2 separate regions of the Mus musculus genome follow, and region 2 is linked to region 1. A link is a contact called in public Micro-C data. All regions are on one chromosome and are shown on one strand. The core of a region is the stretch at or near the end of the contact, and the rest is flanking DNA. Distances in the headings are between cores, read along the strand shown. Region 1 holds the start of Tbx18 (T-box18). Region 2 holds the start of Minar1 (membrane integral NOTCH2 associated receptor 1).

Region 1 (4,252 bases), core at 484-2,983:
TGCAGATCTACTCTCGGGGCCTGCGGCGCGGGCAGCGGGGTCCCCGGTCGTGCCAAGCCAGGTACGGGAGACCCTTTCGGGGAGCCTCCCGGGGATGCCAACGGGGAGGCGCCCTGCAGGAAGCCATCCTCACAGCTGCCTGGACAGCAGAGGGTAGAGACGGGGAAGCAGTGAGGGGGCGATCCGGCCTTGAGGATCATCTCAGGGCCAGGCCCTAGGACAGCTGCCCGCAGTCCTGCCGCGCGGGGCGATCGGAGTTGCCTTGAGGCCTTTAGGGTCCCACCGAGTTCCTATGTCCCAGAGCCAGGCCCGCAAACTCCCCATGCGCCCCGCCTTGTGGGCCTGAGACCTGTCCCCGAGCTCACTGTCCCTGGGCGCAGATCTCACTGCGGCCGCTGCCGGGATCTGCTCCGGTCACCCCTTCCTCCCTCCGCCCCAGGAGGCCGCCGGGCCTCTGGGCCTCGCGCGAGGCACTTTCTGAGAACTTCCCCAAACCCCGCTCCAGGCAATCCTCCGGGCTGCTGGCTCTCCGGGCCCCGCAGCACAGCGGATAGAAGAGAGCTAAAAGCCCGCCCCGAGGCGCCCTGGGCTCCGGAGGAGTAGCGCTCCGCGTTCAGAAGGGCAGAGAGTGTGGGCGAGCTCGCCGCCGCCTCCCCGGTTGGCGCACCCAACTTCTGGGCGTCCGAGCCCTTTTCCGCGCTTTTAGCCCGCGCCCTCCCGCACGCGCCCCGGGGGCCCCTAAAACTTAGAGAAGTGAAAAGCAGCGGCAGCCCTGGGCTCGAACCCTCCCGGCGCAGAGGCGAGGACGGCGGCAGCCCGCCGAGCCGGGCAGAGAGCCGCGGATGGACGGTGTGCGGGGCCGACGGCTCAACGCCTGCCCCCGGGGCTCGGCGGCGGAGGCCCGGGAGGAGCGGGCGCTAGCGCTGCCTCACCGAAGCTCAGGTTCGCGGGAGCCGGGCGGAGACGCACCGGGAAGCCGCTGGGGCAGGAAGGGATCGATCGACTCACCCGCCGCTCCGCGGGAGCCACAGCTCCGCTCCGCGTCCGCGCAGCTCCGCGCTGGCCCGGACGCCGCCCCGGCTGCCGGCGGCGGGGCAGCCGCTTCTTCGTCGGCCTCCGAGCAGCCGTGCTCCCCCGCGCCTCCGCTACGGCTGCAGCCTGCGTCTTCCACCGCCCCCGCCGCCTCTTCCGTGGCCAGCTTTCTCCGCTTCTTTTGAAGCTGTTGCTGCTTCTCGGCGCCGATCAGTGCCTCCACAGAGAAGGCGTGCGCCTTGAGGCTTAGCATGCTGCACGGTGAGCCCCTCCGCTTCTCCGCCATCCCCGCCTCCCCGAGCCCGCTCGCCCCTCTCTCATATACTCGCGGCTGGGGCGCACGCACGCGCTCGCCCTCCTGGCCCCCCACCAAACGCTCCGCAGCTCCCGATGCCTCCCGAGATCTGTCCCCTTCCTAGCTGCGGGCAAAAACAAATTTGCCGTTTCCTCTTTCTCTGGCGTTGGGATCCGAGGAAGCAGGAACGCGGCCGCCAAGTTTCCTTCCCTCTGTCTCTCCCTCGAGTTCAATGATGCACTTCTTGACTCCCAAACCCTCCACCTCCTCCTGCTGCTCCAAGATCTGCCTCGACTGATGAGCCCGAGAGGACTAACACGGGGAAAAAAAAAACACTCTGCGGACACAAATTAGGGATTGTAATTGAAATTTGTTGCCTTGATCTGTCAGCACTTCAAGGCAGGAGAGCGGTGGGAAGAACTTGCTCATTAGTGTCAATAAAGCGGCGGGGGAGGGTCCTATGGAGCTGTCCATCACCGAAACGGTTTACCAATCAGGAGAATCTAACTCCGCTCAGCCCGCGCCCACTTCCTTACAAGGTCGGAAAATCTCAGACCGAAAAGCGCCGCCATCTGGCTCGTCTCTGCCAGTCTCTAGAAAGCTGAACCCTCTTTTGCTGACACCCGCCAACCCAGTCGCTTCTCAGGCTTTTCTTATCAGGACCAGGAAAGGCTGAGCCTCAGGGTTTAACCGAGAAAAGAGATCCGTAACTAGTAGTATAGAGGATCTTTCAAGGACCCTTAAATCTCCGGTCTCTCATCCCTGTCCATGGGGCTAAGAAGTACATTTGGAGGAGGCAGGAACTTACAGCCAACAGTTTGTTGTTTCTCACTTAAACATTCCTGCATCTATTGATGCCCACTGTATGGAGAGAATGACCACGGGCTTGAATCTTACTCCGAAGATTTTTTTCTTACGTGAGATGAGTTTACGCATATTTGATATTTTTTAGATTTAAAAATTAATCATTGTAATATCTCTCAGACCTTCATATAACCGATTCAGGAAAGGTGTCTCCTTTTATTTAGGACTAATTATTTTAAAACGTAGGTCCTGGGATTTTAATTCTGTTTGTCTTTAATGATATAGGTTTAACTTCAAAACTTCACAAAGTAAACCATGTTTTATGAATTTCTGTATGTTTTTTGAAAGTTCTGTATGTTAAAAGTAGCTTCGTATTCATATTGGTTTTTTTTTTTAATCGGCGTGTTTCTTTAAAATAAATTCAAAAGAAAGCAGAACTCTAGAATTGAACGATCGCAAACATGTATGTGCAGTTCTGTTGTTTAAACTCAACATTTTCTTAGGATTAACAGGATGTGGGTTTGATGGGGATAATAAAAAAAATCACTTGTAGAATAAAATTCACTATGTGCACAAATCTTTAGTATAAAATAGGCCAGGGACGATTCGTTTTGTTTCATTTTGCTTTGCCTCCTTTATTCGATGTTCATTTAAACACTGCAGTCCTAGCTTTCTTCTGGCTTCTCCTCGGCATTCAGGAAAATGGCCTCTGAAAGTACCATCAACCCCGGAAGGAGGGTTTTGTTTTTAAATCATAGATAGAGAAACCTGCAGTTCCTTCAGGACTGGAGTGCTGGGAAGAAATTGAACCAAGCAGCGAGTGCCTAGAGGCGCCTGCAAGGCCTGGGCCAGAAAGGACTTGGTAATATCTTTGCTGTGGATGCAGATTTTTAAATGCCTGAAAAATGCGTTCAATTGGAAGACATTGTTTTATTTGGGGCACTGGGAGCCGGTGTAGCCTACTGGCTTGAAGCTGTCTGGAGAAGCTCTCGCAGACTCATCAGAGTGTAGGGTGATGTGGTATCCTGAATAAGTTCAACCCGGTTAGTGAAGTTTGGCCTAAAGCGGGAGCCAACCAGAAAGCTTGAAGAGGCAGCCTGGAAAGTTCTGGGTTAGTAGGGAGAGTCTAGGACGAAGTCTGTAGAGTTTAAGCAAACAACTCAAGGCCCTGTGTGAAGCTCCCGCGTGAAGCTACGTATCTTCAGTTGCCCATTGAGCTAGAGCGCCCAGCCCCAGCCCTGGGCCCTCATAGATGGTCCAATGGAGCGGTTCTCCGAGCAAGGCCGGCTTGCAGCCTAAGGGATTCATAAATTCTGTGACGGAGGTGGGGGGGGGGGTGGAGTCACTAAAAGGTTTCTGGCATACTCGACCAGCCCGCAGGAGGAGGCTGGGCGGCTGATTCCAAGAAACCGCAGGGATTTCCAGACCGGAAGCCTACTTTGTAGTTATGATCTTGTCCCTTTAAATGCCGCACAGTTCAAACTGGTTTGGGATGTTGAAACAGGCCTTCTAGGCTACCCTGAGGAGCACAGGGTCCCAAGCCCTCCGCTGTCCCTCTGCGTCTTCTTCCAACGTTACCCCTGGCAGCTGGAGCCTCGGGGTACAAAATTTGACTTGGGTTCATATAACAAACAAACTGGAAAACAATATTACAAACTAACAACAAAAATAAAAGTAGTAGCTATGGGTCCAAGTATGCGCAGAGCTCTTGAGGCAGAATGAGGGCGCTAGCTCCCTTAGCTTGAATGAGGGCGCTAGCTCCCTTACTACTGGTCCCACTGCTTGAATCCCGCTCCAGCTCCAGGACCAAGGACAAACTGGTTCCCCCTTGGGTTGCAAACTGTGTACACAGAGCACGACCTGCAATCCTTGGAAACTATCAGAGAACCTCATCCCGGGCTGGATAGCGAAACTAGACCCCAGTCCGCTGAGAAGTCAAGGAAAGGGGTTTTACGGAAGCCTTAGTTTCCCGAGGCCTTTCTCCCCCCCCCCACCCCACCCCCCGTCCCCACCCCCACCCCCGGTTGCAACAAATGTATGCTTAAGAAAAGGCCAAATCCTGCTGTTCAAATCAAGAGAGTGACGAATGCACTGCCACTCGGCGTGCCCCACCCCGAACCT
Region 2 (4,252 bases), core at 588-3,087, 1.9 Mb after region 1:
TTTTGCAGACACTCCATCATTCCTCATTATTCTCTTATGCTCTGATACATAAAAAGAGACCCAATTCTAAGGGCTTGCTCAGGCCATCCACCCAACTCTCTCCCACTACTCTTGTTTGAGCCATGTCCCCTCTCCAGGCTGTCACTGCTCTGGCAAGGAGCTCATCTCAGAAGGCTCCTATACCCAGAGCAAGTGGCAAGCTTCTACCTGCAAGGAAGATTTCATCAGAAGAGGTGGTAACGAAAGCTTGTTTGCAGGGAGAAGGGGATAAATTACCGGTCAAATGCACTGCCCCTCAATGACTCCTGGAAATCCTTCATGTCATGCTGCATAACACCATAGCAGAGCCAAACAGCCAACCCCCCAAATCCCAGCCGCAATGGCAGCTGCCATGGTCCCACCAGTTCCTAAGAAAATCACCCCATCCTTCAAACAAAATGTAAGTTCTATAAAACCGACCTGTGTTAGCACACAGACTCCTTGTCTCTCCTCCTCTCTGTCTTGGCAAACCTTACTTAATTTCCCACTGAAAAGACTAGCTGATCTCAACTCACCTCACCACCCCACCCCCACCCCGGTGTTTACAACCTTTGACTACTATTTCACAAACAACGTCGGCATGCATGCTGTTAGAGCAAGCTACTCAATTGCTTCCCAGAAGCTCCCTGCACTCTTGCAGAGAGGACCAATGACTACTTGCTGGTTTTGTGGCCTCGCAGAGTACAGGACTTGGCAGGGATGGCGGTAGAGCAGGTGGGAAAGGCTGCTGAGAGGTGAGCTAGTGTGTGAATGAACTCAAGCCCCGCTGCCAGCCAGGCCTTGCTTTGGTGTTTTTCTGGCAGGTGAAGTTGAACGTCTCCAGGAGGAAAGACACCTCCTTTCCACAACAATGTGACTGGAAATCGCAATTTAACGTTGGGATACACTGGTCCGTTTTTCTAGGGTTGGTTCAGTTCTCCACCTTACTCCGATAGGTCGGGGGTGGGGAGGTGTCACACAAACAGTTCACCTACTTGACCCCCAAAACACCGTTGTTTGAAATGAATTCTTAACCAGGAAAACTTGCCCAGAATTTTGTGGTCTTTGGCCATTGTATCTCTACTTTCATCTCTTTTCCCTCCACCAGATATGGCCAAGCCTACTACCTACCGCGCGCGCGCACACACACACACACACACACACACACACACACACACACACGCACACCACACGCAAACACACATACCACATGCGCGTGCACACGCACACCCCTTTTCCCACTACCGTACCGAGCTCAGCGAAAAGGGTCTCCGTGCCCAGGCGGCCTGCAGTCGGGAACCTATCGGAGCCAGGGAGGAGTGCCAGTAGCCTGGGACTTTACACAGAGTCCCTGTGTAATAGCAACCGGCACGTAGCGATCACACCTTGCACGCACATACTTGCACATGTGCGCTCGGGTGCCCATGGGTCTCCCGCTTTCTGAAGTTACCTCTGGGGGCTGCTCCAGCTCTCCGTCCCCGGTCCTCCGCAGCTCTTGCGTGGCTCTGAGGTGGTGGTCCACAGGGCCTCCAACGCAGAGCTTCCCGAAGGTTCCCTAGGCAAAAGAATCCTAGGCTCCAGGGCAGCCCAGGCTTTGCACTTGGGGCAACACCCCTGGCGTAGGTTAACTTCAGCCCCCACAGCACGAGGTCTGGATCTGCAGACTAGGGTCGCACCCGGGCTTTCCTGGGCAGTCGGCAGCCACTGCCCACTTGCATGATGCTGGGGCTCTCAGCGGCTGGAGGATGCGGCCTCAGAGTCCGGATCAGCCCCAATCTCGGTTTCTGAGGCTCAGCCAGTGTCACCACATCACGGTCTTGGATACCGTGGGCAGCTCGGGCCAGGAACTCGATGGCCAGAGACCCAGTTTAGCCTCTCCATCATCTCCCGCCTGGGGAGCAGAGGAAGGCAGGACTCTCCAGCAGTGGGCTCGTGCTCCCTAGGGCGGGAGGGGCAGACTCCAGAGGGGCGCGGCAATAGCGCCGAGGGCGTGCCCTGCCAGAGGCTGCAGCCACCTAGAGAGTGGGCGCCCGCAACCCCAGAGTCCTGAGAAAGCCTCTGCTTCCTTAAGAGTCGCGCCTGCTGAGACCGGGCAAAAGCAAGCAGAGGTTGGAACTGGAGGGAGCCTCGGGCCAGATCCACCCCGGGGTTTGCTTCTCCCTATTTCCGGATGCTGAAGGTGACTGCGGCCCCCAGTGGAGAAGCAGAAGCTAACATCGTCCGCTGCTCTCCTTTTCTCCAGGTGCACTCTGCTCACCCTTCTGGGGCCTCAGACTCTGCAGTGCTTCACCAGGCCAGGGCAAACTGGTCACTTGGCTCATTGATGTTTCCCTCCTGGCCGGTGTTGGCTTCATTGGTACCCAGATTGGAGAGACTAGCGTTCACGTGACCAGCCCTCCCCAAACACGCACTCACACTCTTAACGGAATAGATTTCCAAAAGTCCAATTGGATACATCGATGAGGACTGGAGGCTTTTCCCAAGCCATCTAGGGTACTGCAGTGGGACTGAAATGCAGCAGCCTGCCTGTGGTGCCACCATTTATACAGATTGTCTTCCTCAGCTGGGAAAGTCACACAAACAGCGCTTTAAAGAAACGGAATTATAGTTTCAAACTCGTGGAATCAAGAGAAGAGTAGAGAAAAGAGAGAGAGAGAGAGAGAGAGAGAGAGAGAGAGAGAGAGAGAGAGAGAGAGAGAACCGGAGGGAAGGGGGAAGGAAAGGGAGGGAAGGAGAGGGGAGGAAAGGGAAGCGGGATGGAGGGGAGGGGAGGGAAAGGAAGGGGAGGGAAGGGGAGGGAAGGGGAGGGAAGGGAAGGGGGGGAAGCCTACTATTGGGGAACAAATAACTAAGGGGTGGCACCCTCTTAGGTTACTTTTCCAAGAGTGCAACCAAATGCAGGTTCCTGGCTAACTTTGTGACCTGTGGTCTGTCTTCTGTCCTTGGGAGGTGGTGGGGGCTGGAGGAGGGACACTGGTCTCCATGACAGCTTTCCTGCCTGAGGTTTTTTTGCTATGACTGGAAGCGTTCTAAAAGTGAACCTGTTAATACATGGATACTTTAAATAAAGCCTCATGGGGTAATAAGCTGCCAGCTGGATTTTCCCAGAATTTCACCCTTATTACTTTAGTGCCAGGCAAGACCATGCTCCTCTAGGGAGGACAAAAGCAACTGAGAGGTGAAAGAAAGGTCAAGTTTATTTGATCCACTGTACCTTGCTTGCCTAGGAGTCTAAATTTGTAACCAGTAGTGTCTTGGTCCAAACAATCTGGGGGATAGTCAGCAGTCAAAGATCTGCTAACTGATATGGAAGGCAAAGAGGGGCAGAGGGAGACAGACCTAACCCTGAGGAATAACTGTTAACTGTGCTGAGCAAGAAGTCCATTTGGATTCCAATGGAGAGAACTCTGGAGGCTGCAGCAGCCTGGTTGTTCAGAGAGTAAATAGAGACCTAGCAAACATATTTCTCCCAAAGCCAAGACTGTAAAATCCAAAGAACTGAAGGAGTTGGAACGGGAAGCTAGATGGATAGCGTCTGCCTGCTCCTTGACTTTTAATTTTTAAATGTCGTTCCCCTCCTGTTTCATTCTAAAAGAGCACCTGAGTCCAGACTCCAGAAGGAAACAAGCGGAAACCTTTGAATGGGGAGGGAGGGAGGGCTGTTCTATTTGATCTTGTTTCCCTGTACACTAACATTTTGGGGAAATTTGTAACAGTACAAACTTTTACATTTTAAACAGTATAAAGACACACACAAAGTGCAGGTTTCTGATCCTACACTGCCTCCTCTAGCTGGATTCTGTAAATCTACCCTTCAAGTGACTTCAGGCCCTGCAAAATTCCACTAATGTTCTATTCTGTACCATACTTCTCCCCCAGGACAGAGTATATGTGCTTAGGCTAACTGCCTACCCCAGAGGTTCATGTATTTAAAAACAAAATTAGTGCTGAGGTTGGGGCTACCCAGTGGAAAGAGGAGTGGCCTAGGAAGAGGTCCTTAGGTCACTGGAGCCAAGGAGCTCCTGGGATTCTGACCTTCTCTCTTTGCACCCCAACATCATTGCTGTCCAGAGGCCTGAGCAATAATAGAGTTTTCTGAGCTTGGACTTGAGTACTCAGAACTGTGAACTAAAATAACCCTTTTTTTATTATGAGTTAATTATCTCAAAGTTCTGTCTAGTGGCAGGAAAATGGCTAATGAGCATGGGTGCTGGAACACGGAAGCCAGAGAAGC

Evidence for each region. A called contact is a pair of places that touch in the nucleus more often than the background predicts.
Region 2: a contact with region 1 is called in a Micro-C map of embryonic stem cells, with 6 times the contacts expected there. The contact joins the promoter of Minar1 here to the promoter of Tbx18 in region 1. A contact is called at or near these places in 5 of 39 promoter capture datasets (embryonic stem cells, frontonasal cranial neural crest, hippocampal neurons and 1 more), 3 of 484 Hi-C or Micro-C datasets (all in embryonic stem cells) and 1 of 115 datasets of contacts at active chromatin or transcription factors (embryonic stem cells).

What each region holds. Positions count from the first base shown.
Region 1 is chr9:87,729,527-87,733,778 of GRCm38.p6, forward strand. Tbx18 (T-box18) reads right to left here and starts at 1,734. Exons shown (of 8, transcript NM_023814.4): 1 at 1,009-1,734; 2 at 1-139. The coding sequence starts at 1,318.
Region 2 is chr9:89,621,149-89,625,400 of GRCm38.p6, forward strand. Minar1 (membrane integral NOTCH2 associated receptor 1) reads right to left here and starts at 1,838. Exons shown (of 4, transcript NM_153509.2): 1 at 1,469-1,838.